2 separate regions of the Mus musculus genome follow, and region 1 is linked to region 2. The links are chromatin contacts, called in public promoter capture Hi-C maps. All regions are on one chromosome and are shown on one strand. Each heading gives the region's core, a stretch centred on a gene start, on an enhancer-like site or on the middle of the called end of the contact. The rest is flanking DNA. Distances are from core to core; before and after follow the strand shown.

What was found. Promoter capture Hi-C pulls out the DNA fragments that hold promoters and counts their contacts.
Region 1: a promoter capture Hi-C map of hippocampal neurons shows a contact between it and region 2, with 4 times the contacts expected there. The contact joins the promoter of Clca3a2 here to the promoter of Gtf2b in region 2. A contact is called at or near these places in 1 of 39 promoter capture datasets (hippocampal neurons) and 1 of 115 datasets of contacts at active chromatin or transcription factors (astrocytes).

The regions. Positions count from the first base shown.
Region 1 is chr3:144,817,031-144,822,081 of GRCm38.p6, forward strand. Clca3a2 (chloride channel accessory 3A2) reads right to left here and starts at 2,464. Exons shown (of 14, transcript NM_030601.3): 1 at 2,281-2,464; 2 at 893-1,033; 3 at 120-267. The coding sequence starts at 2,439.
Region 2 is chr3:142,762,572-142,767,941 of GRCm38.p6, forward strand. It overlaps Gtf2b (general transcription factor IIB), which reads left to right and starts at 2,676. Exons shown (of 7, transcript NM_145546.1): 1 at 2,676-2,717. The coding sequence starts at 2,701.

The DNA of each region.
Region 1 (5,051 bases), core at 1,214-3,713, 2.1 Mb after region 2:
TAGTTTCAAACGCAGGTGTTAGTGAAGGCTTAATTTTCTTAAAGTCTTAGAAATCCACATTAATGTAGTGGTTTGCTTTTCCCCAGTGGAAATAAGAAGTATAAAGTAGTTATTTTTACCTCGGGGTCCATAGATACGCAAGTTATCAGTGAGTAGGAAGTTTGGAGTGAAGTGTATGTACTGTCCTCTGTCCCCACACTGTCCATACTGAAGGGTGTAGGGGTCGTCTCCATGTTGCAGGTGAGGATCCGCAACTATGACGTCTGCCTAAAGTGCAGAACAGCAAACCCAGTCAGATTCCAAAATGTTAGAATCAAGAGATTTTACAAACAAGGACTGTCTCACTTAAGTGATAAAAGTTAGGGTTGAGTAGAGGGCTCCGTGGGTAAAGTGCTTTCTGTTTATGCACAAGAACGGGAGTTTCGGTCCCAATACCCACTCAAAAGCTGGGCATGGTGACGTGTGTTTGTAACCCCACTGGAGAAGTGGTAGAGACAGACAGACTACCAGAGATTGTTCTCTAGCTAGCCTACCCAAATTGATGACTCTCAGGTTCAGTAACAGACCTTGTCTTTAAAAGTTAAAGGTCCAAAGCAAATAGAGGAAACCACCTAATATTAACCTCTGACTCCTACATGATCACACACACACACACACACACACACACACACACACACACACACACTTGGGGAGAGCATGTGTGTGCTTCCACACACATACACAAACATGTGAATGTGTACACATAGTCCACACAGATGTACACACAAGCACACAAAAGCAACAAAAAGTTTTAATACTTATTACTAACTTAATGGTTAACAATTATCAAACCTTGTAAACATTCATTTGGAAACCCACAAGAAACAGTTTAGGAGCTGGACAGGAAACCTACTTTGTCGTACGATTCTCGTTTTGGCATTAAGTACTCAGATTTTGACTTCCAGGTCATCGGGACTAATATGCTTATGTTCCTGAAATAAACTCTTCCTTGGCTGGCTTCAAACAGGTAGGTAGAAGCTTGAGTTACCATTTCCTGAGAAAATGAAAAGTGCATTGTGGTAGCAATCTCGAAACAAACTGAGCATAAATCATCTATACATAAACCAGAAGAAGCAAACGGAGGCTCCTCTTCCTCAAGTGTGTGTGCACAGAGTAACTGAAAAACTGGGATACATTTAACTGAATCTCTTGGATCCGTAAACTCATTTCCACATGCCCAAAGCTAACCCTGACCTTCACCTGCCCACCCCTCCAGGTGGCAGTTGGATTGGAGATGCGACGTGAGGCATAACAGGGATGAAAGTCAGAAGTCTGCAGGCAAGTGGTGTGTTAATCAATTTTTTTTACAATTGCATTGTTCAAACTCACAGGGAACTTAAGGTCTGGTAATTATTATATTCTATGTTAATTAAAATTGCTTTTGTTTTATTTTGAGTTACTGCCCAAGTAGAGCATATAAATAAATGACCAGATTATTAAAAAAACACACATTTTTTGGGTAAACTTTATATACGAATGTGTCTACACCCTTCCCCCATTCCTCCCACAACCCTCACTCTCCCTAACAAATTCACGACCTCATCTTCAATTATTATTGTTACACATATGTATACACAGCTATATTTATAACCCATTGAGTCACTCTGGCATGGCTCAAGAGCTAATAATAAAGACAAATAAGACTGGTTTGCTTCTGCCTGCTACTTGCTACAATCCTACAAATAATTCATTCAATTTTTAGAGGAACCCAGCCTTCTGCTCCTAAGCACTGCATGGAGATGTTGCAAGGACCTATGGACAAAGTACACAGGATGCAAACATTTTTATTAAACAAGTGCAATTAGAAACACATCAGCTTTAAGCATGTGTAAGTTTTCCTTCAAGGTAAGATAGGTAAGGATTTTCGGTTTTCCAAAGTTGAGCACGTAGGAGCAGCTGGAGGAGTGGGCAGGACATTTGCTGTATAGACTGTGTAAACCAACATTACTAAGATAAAGTGTGAGAACTCTTCTTCTTCTGAAGTCTCTTACCTTATCAAGTTAATAAATTATTAACAGGTTAAACACAGATTTTATTATATAATAAAATATAATGCTAGGCAGATTCCCATCATGACTGAAGATAATACTGCAGGCATGATGAAGACGGTCAAAGCGCCCCTTGGGAGGGTAAAACCGTGTGTGTGAGTGTGTAACTGTGTGTGTGAGTGTGTAACTGTGTGTGTGAGTTTGGATGTGCAGGCAACAGAATTATTGACCTGACAATAAAACCCCTTCTTACCTTTATGCTTGGGATGAGCCTTTCGTCCTCTGGCACACTGGGGTTAATGGCAATGACCACACCCTCGTATCCATTGCTGTTGAGATGCACCATGGAGCTCTCTGTGTTCTGCAGGAGATGCAGGGTGAGGAACAGAAGGACCTGCAGCCCTGGCACCATGGTCGCACTGCTCCAGTGAGAAGGAGCAGCACAGAAGGGCATTTATGTGTGTGCCTCGCTCGGGAATTTGAATCACGGCCAGAATATTTGCATAATTTGATAGAAATGCTGATATCTCTTGGGACTTTCCTTTTCTCCAACTGTTGACAGTATTCCACTGTGCCAGCCCAGGCTTGATGTACCTTATCTGTAAGATCCTCCCACATTATTTTTCTTGGAGTATCTTAAAGTTTTTTACCTTTCCCGAGTCACTGTTGTACTCTGTCTTGTTGCTTAAGCTCATCTTACCAACATAACACATCTTCTTACTAGATTTTAAATATTTTGTTAGCAAGAGATTATTTTTCTGAGTATAACTTCTCTCTCAGCCTCAATTTTTCTGACTCAAAACGAGGTCAATGAGGTCTTTAAAAAGGAATGTTGTGAAGATTAAATGTAATAACTCCTGAAGCAGGGCATGGGGCCTTATATTGCTGTGTTACACATGGAGTAGACCCTTTTAAAAAGAAAAGCCAGAAACAACAGAAGAAGAAGAAGAAGAGGAAGAAGAAGAAGAAGAAGAAGAAGAAGAAGAAGAAGAAGAAGAAGAAGAAGAAGAAGAAGAAGAAGAAGAAGAAGAAGAAGAAGAAGAAGAAAAGAGTTTCCTAGGGCCATCTGTAGTAAGAAATTTTGTTTCTTTAAAGACAGAAATATTATGAGAATGTGTTTTTCTTTTTATTCCCAGGTGTGGGACATGGAGCTGTGGGTTAGCACTTAAGCACACAGTGCCCTTGCAGTGTCCAGTACCAAGCCAGGCACTCCCATCCATCTGTAACCCTAGGTTCCAGGAATTCAACGCTTCTAGCCTGCTTTGGCACCTGAACTCATACACACACAACCACACACAGTCATACACACATACATGTAATTAACAGTGATAAAAAAAATCTTAAAAATACAGCATAAGAGAAATCTATTCTCTTGTCTGGAATGGAGACTCTCATCTTCTCTGTGACAAAACTGTTATACAATCTGGGGAGTACTACATGAGAGAATGCAGGAAAAGCACTTCAAGCAGGACTTTGACACTTAAAAAACTCAACTAGAATTATACACTATTATTAAACATCACATGCTGTTGTAAGTGTCAATGCTGACATAAGATTGCTAATTAAAATTTGTTTTTATGGCTTTAATTTGTAAAACTGTAAATAGAGTCTTCCAGGGTTTATGCTGGGAATGAGAAATCCCTGAGCTGCCCGAGGCTATGGGAAAAGCCAGCTGGTTGCAGGGAAAACTTAGCTTTCCTTCATGTTCTTATCTTCAACTATTGGGCCTGTCCCAGCTTGCAGTCCAAGCTTGATAAAGGCTGTGAAATCTTCCCACACTGTCCCCACTATAAGCATTTTTCTTTCTATCTACTTGAGTCACTGCTATGGCACCCCATCTGTTTATCTTGGGTGAATTTGGGCATACATAATGTATCACCTTAATAGCTCAACCATTTTCCTTCTGTCAAGAAAACTCTCCATCACAACTTAGCCTCTCTCATTCCCAATTTCCATAGCTGTAAAATGAGGAGAGCAAGTATCTTTCTAAAAACAAACAAAACAAAACAAAAACATTGCAAACATTAAATAAAATAATGCCTGAAACATCTGGTGTCCTACACTGCTGGATTACATATGTAATGAGACTGTCTCAGAAAACAAAACAAAACAAACAAGCAAAAAGCCCAAACCAATGTAACTAACTAAATAAAAGAGAAACATAATAAAGAGCACTTGCCATAGCAAGTGACCCTCCACCACCCAGTAAATCTCTTGTTGCCCTTCACCCACACAAAAGATGAGCATGCTTCTCTATGGTCTGTGCCCCTTACTGGTGCTCTGTATGAGTGTAGGATGCCGTCAGTGTGGGCATTGCCCCTGAAGGACTTGAAGACTTTTTTCGTGGATTAAGTTGGAATAAAATAATATTCAAAATACAAGTGAGAGTGGGGAAGGTTCCGCAGAGAGCTATAGCACAGCATCAGAGAACTCAGAATCAGAAAATAATTTCCCAAGGGGAGGGGAATCAGGAAAGCCCTCTGTGCAAGCTGAAGCTCCTTTGAGGGAATTTGTTCTAGGTTACAGCTGCGGACAGGGCAGCCTTGATCTTCCATCTCAGGCCTTTCAGCTTCAGTTTAGTTTCCTTCTTTGAGACAGGGTCTTGCTAAGTAGACCTGACTACACTGGAGCTCTGCATAGATCTGCCTGCCTCAGCCTCCCAAGGGCTGACATGGAAGGCTTATGTCGCTATACCTGAGACTTCAGACAATCTGCAAATTATATATGACACAGGATATGTTTTAGAAGCAGAGCCAGACTGTAATCTTAGAAATCACGGGAGAGTAGTTCTTGTTCCCATGTAAACAGTAGTTCTCAGCCCAAGATACAAGAGAATGTGGACTTCTCTGATAGATTTTATACGAGAAAGAGACTCCGTGTCTTGTGTAAATGCTAGGCAATACTCATTTGCCACTAGGCTTTTGGTATGGTTTGAATATGACTTATTTTCTCTACAGGCTGTCTTGAATTCATGCTGGGAAATGACTGTGCTGTGACCACAGAGTGACCCTTACTGGAGGCATA
Region 2 (5,370 bases), core at 1,426-3,925:
GATCAGTGGCTTTAACATGCTGCTCTGTTAAGCCACATATATGCATATAGGTATACAGAGATAGTTACCCCAGCGATAGGATAGTTAACATTAGTAGCTGGGGTTGGAACTAGAGAAACTGCATTCATCGGCCAGATTAGAACTGGCTGGATTAAATGACACCTAAACTGCTGCCATGGAAACCACTGAGCCTTGCTAATTTACTGTTATTCAATACATTCTCACACTGTGGAAAGAAACCAGGTGTGGCAGTCACTCTCCTCCCTCAAAACTGAGTCAAAGGCCACGTGTAAAATGGTCTCCTAGAGAAAGGTATTACAGGCATCGATCATGTGCTTACAGCAGATAGGCTTCCTCATAGACGAGGCTGGCCTCAAACTCATTGTGTATCCAAAGACGACCGTGAGCTCCTGCTCTTCCTGCCTGAGTGCTGACAGTGCAGTCTGCACTATCACAACCGTTCCCTGCAGCGCTGGGGATTGAACCCACGCCTTCGTGTCTTTTAGGCAGTCTACCAAATGATCTACATTCCCAGCACCTCTTGTTCTTTCAAAGGAAGCTAGTAGCTTCTGTTCAGCTCGAGAAAACAATGTCTGGCAGCCAGACAGCAGTGGCACATACACTTAATCCCAACACTCGGGAGGCAGAGGTAGGTAGATTTCTGACTCAGTGGCCAGCCTGGTCTACAGAGTTCCAGGACAGCCAAGGCTACAGAGAATTTCTGTTTTCAAACAAACAAACAAACAAACAACAAAACAAAAAACAAAAGAATACTGAAAAGAATGGGTAGGCTTAGAGTTTTCAAAACCTTCTTTAATTATGGTTCTTTAAGACTTCAACCTCTGTTGTAGTCCAGCATCCACCAGAGTTAGGGAAAAAGAAAGGTTAATAGGAAATAGGGGTTGTGGACATGCTTAGAAATGGTTCTTTGGAGCTATTCAAATCTCTGTTGTCAGCAGTCTGGTCTACTAGCAAACTACCAAATCAGCAACAGCAGTCCAGTACACCAGTCCAGTATACATGGCAAACATAAATCCATAGCAGCCGCTAGGTCCAGAGGAAACCATGAGGTTCGACCTATCAGCACAAGTCCACAGAAGCAGGAAGAAGCCGCTGGAACACCACCATAAGTTCTTTGGTGCATTTTTCACTATGAAGTCACAACAAGCTAAGATCAGCGAATCAAGCAAGGCGAACCAATTGCAGGAGCACTGTCCGCCGTCTGTTGGGTTATACTTATGCTCTTTCCAAACATATGTCCCCTCAAGCATCCGCCGTAGCAAAACATCACACGCCCTTTCACTAGGCAGTTTTCAGAAAAACACCCTGCGCCTGTTCTCGGCAAAACACCGTTACATAAGACAGTTTCCAGAAAAACATCACATGATACAACTGAGTCCCTAACAAAACCAGAAATTCCCACTTCAACAAATGTCTGCTTAATGGCATTTGATTTCCATTAACAAATAAAATGCTTACTGAGTTTTCATCTCAGTGGAAGACACCCAACTTGCAGTTACCTTAATTCAGACTTTGTTGGGAATGGTTTATTTACAAGAAAGTAGCACTGTTGCCTTAAGGTAAGAGGACGGGAGCTGAGACAAGGTCTTGTTCTGCAGGTCAGGCTGGCTTGGGATTCATGACCTCCCACCTCTGCACCCTAACTTCTAGAATTACAAGGGTGACCCCCAAGACCTGCCTTGTGAGGCCCTTGTATAGACGTTAGCTGTTTTATTACATTTCCTATACTCGGTTTTCAGTCAAATATTCGATGATGATTGGGGAACAACAACAACATGGGTCATAGCAGGGCTGTCTCTTGCAATTCTAGAAGGGTTTGTGAGCCAGATACCCTCCATGCCTACACTGTTGAGATAAAGGACATGTAGGAACTTTGAATCATGTTGGCCAATGACAGAGCTTGAATTGATACCTACTCCTGAAGACAACAACTAATTTCTCTTTTTATTCCAAATTCTTTAGTCAGGGCAAATGAGACATTCAATCAGATAGGGAAAACTGACTTGAAAATAAAGGAAAGGAATTTGGTGCGAGCGCTTTGCCCCTTTCAACCAACCTGGTTTCCTTGTGTGTTGGTTATTTTGTGTGTTTGTTTATTTAAAGGTGTTTTTTGTTTGAGACGAGGTCTAACTCCAGATCCTCCTACCTTCTTGGTGCAGGAATACTTGAGAGTATCACCCGAGGAGGCAACTCCCATTTTAATTTCCTCTGTTTGAGAGCTAGCTCAGGCGCAGCACATTCTGAGTCTTCTTGGGTTGATTTTTTGTTTTGATTTGTTTGAGACTGTGTGTGTCTGTGTCTGTCTGTCTGTCTGTCTCTCTCTCTTTATCTCTCTCTCCCTCCTCCTGGCTGTTCTGGAGCACCCTGTGTGGATCAGGTTCCTCTAAACTCACAGAGATCCTCCAGCCTCTGCCTCCGGAGATCAAAGGGGTGTGCTATCCCGCCAGGCTTTGAAGATTTTGCCAATCAACCAGCAGCCGGGAGCCACGCAGCAGCAGCGGAGACAACCAGGAAGTACACAGCCCGCGTCGTCAAGGACCGAGCGCTTTTTAGCCCTCCTCCCGACCCGTAGCCGCGCGGAGTGCGCGCGAGCGACTCGCGCATAAAAGCCCGGCTCGGGGCGTCTAGGAGCCAGTGCTGCTTCCTGCTTCGGACGGAGCTGTTGGCGGAGCCGCGAAGATGGCGTCGACCAGCCGGTGAGTGCAACGGCCTCGGAGCGAGTGGAGCAGGGCATCGCGGGGCCCAGGTTCCTCCAGAAGGCCGCCGCGGGTGTCCCTTACCCACCTGAGTCATCGCCGCCCGGGTTTGACCCTGCGGATCCGCACGGCCCCGGCCTCCGTCTCCGGACCCTTCAACCGTCTTTGTGTCATGTTGATGTTTTCTGTGTATTTTCTCCCTTACGGCCCATCCAGCCGGAGGGGGCTGAAACCCCGTTTCCGAAGAGCTGGAAAAGCGACGTTCCAGGTCCCTATCGATCTGACAACCGCAAAGTTGAGAAACGTCAGCATTGGTTGTCTGGTGGCAAAGGGTCGCTAGCCCAATGGCCCCCCCAGAAGTGGAAACGAAAGCACATACGGAGACTTGATTCATTCTCCTAAAAGACCCCCTGTCCCCACCCCGAAAAGTATCATTGCGTACTCTGAAGGAGATGCTGTCTGCAGAAAATTAATTACATATGCTGGAAGTCATTTTAAATGTATTTTTAAAACGTAGTTTGCTTAATATCTACAGGAAATGCGTGTTGTGACCGCAGAGACAGCCTTTAATCTTGTGACCTCCAAAATGCTTTGCAGACCCTAATTATATCTCTTGTAACCACTATGAGGTAGATATTAGTATACTGGCATATGTGTAAACTGAGTCATGCCAGCGTGTTGACCTTTCGCGGGCCACTATACCTATTCTGATTATCCGTCCACTGGTCTCCAGTTAACACAGAATGTACAGAAAGTATCAAATTAAGTTCTGTTCTTTTGGCACTTTTTTTTTTTTTTCGGAGGTGGTTACTATGTGTGGAATTGGTAAACGTCACCGGGGGAAGCCATTATTTACAGAAACTTGGCCTTTCTGGGAACCTCCAAGTCTGCTGTTTATTATAAAAAGTGGGAGGTGGGCATAGGAAGCCTCGTGAACTTCTTGCGTGGAAGCAATGGGCAATCTTGTTTACTGATTTTATGATTTAATTAGATTAATTATGATTTAATCATTCCATCTGGGTGTGGTTTTGTCACGTAAGGCTTCCTTGTAGCGACATAGGAACCTTCAGCTTCCCCAAATACTATTGAAATTTCCCATGGGTGATGTGTTCATATGTAGGCACAGCTTACCATCTTAGGGAAAAGGAACTCCTGTATTCTTGAAACACAAGTTGTAGTGTTTAAATAGTACACATAGTAAAATCACTGGTTACAGTTTTTAAACTTTTCTTCACTTAAAAAAATCCCTTGAAATTAATTTCTTTTCTGGACAGCTAGTGTTTGATTTTGAGTTAGTGGTCTCGAATCTTCTGTCTCCACCTTGAAAACTGTGGGGTTGTAGATCTGCCCGGCCCTCATCCAGCTCTTAAGTCTGTGTCATTCCTGTTGCTATCAAGTTTTGCCAGCAGTGTGAATAGAGAGAAGTTGCCTGAGAGTTTGTCATACCTTGAGGGCGGCATGTAGGCACTAAGCATTGGCACTGGTTGGTGTTCTCGAAGAGAACATGTCCAGATTGATGCCCACTCTTTATTCCGACGTCAGTAAATAACTTTTTGGCTGCGATCTGTAAAATGAAGATTGTGCCTATCTTTTAGGATGTTGTGCACATTGAGCATTCAAAATGTTTATGGGCGGGGGAGGGGGCTCCATGGTTAGGAACACTGGGTGCTTTTCCAGCACCCACATGGCAACTCATGAACTCCTAACTCAATTCCAGGGCATCTCTTCTGTCTCTGTAGGCACTAAGACATACATGCAGACAAAATGTTCATATTTAAATAATTTGGATAAATAAATAAATAATGTTTAAGGCGGTATCATTTAAATACTCTGCAAAGTTTTTCATGTTTCCCTCTTTTAAATGTTAGGGATTGAAACCAGGACTTATATATACTAGGCACGCATCTTCCACTAAGCTCCATTCTCAGCCTCTTTACCTACTTTTGTCTTTGAGGCTGTAGTGTCAGCTGCCTTGGAACTCCTATGTACAGTTATCTGCTGACAGTGATTCCCAGCCCCTCGGCCTACTATTCCATCCATCCATCCATCCATCCATCCATCCATCCATCCATCTGTTGAGACAGCCTCACTCTAGTCGATGTATAGTTCCTAGGGTAGCTTTGACTAGGTAGCATGCCTAGCTATTTCTGCTTCCTGAATACTGACATGTCCCATCACAGCTGGCTTGATAGACTTGTTAGTAGTGCCAAACTATGTTAATCCTTAACATACTGTTAGGTTAATTTCCTGCTTTGTTTATTGAGAGCCACTCTTATTTTGCTAACATTTTACTTTATTTCTGCAGCTTTTTGATTTTTATGAAATACTTTATTTTTTTAAGATTTATTTTTTTCTAACAAGTTTGCAGAACAAGTATAAAGCAGTTCCTGTCCTCTCTCATTTTTCCAATTAGAAGACTCCAGGATATGTTTTAATGAAGTAAATAAATCTGTGATTATTTAGTGAATTTTTTAAAAATCAGTTTTCCATGTGACTTAGTTGTTGGTAGTTAGGGAGAGAGACCTGTGGTGAAGGGCACTTGTTGCTTCTGCAGAAGACCTGCACCCACATGGTAACTAGTTCCAAAGTATCCCTGGGAACTAACCATTCAGGCAGTACACCTGCACACGCGCAGGGAAAACACCTATAAGAC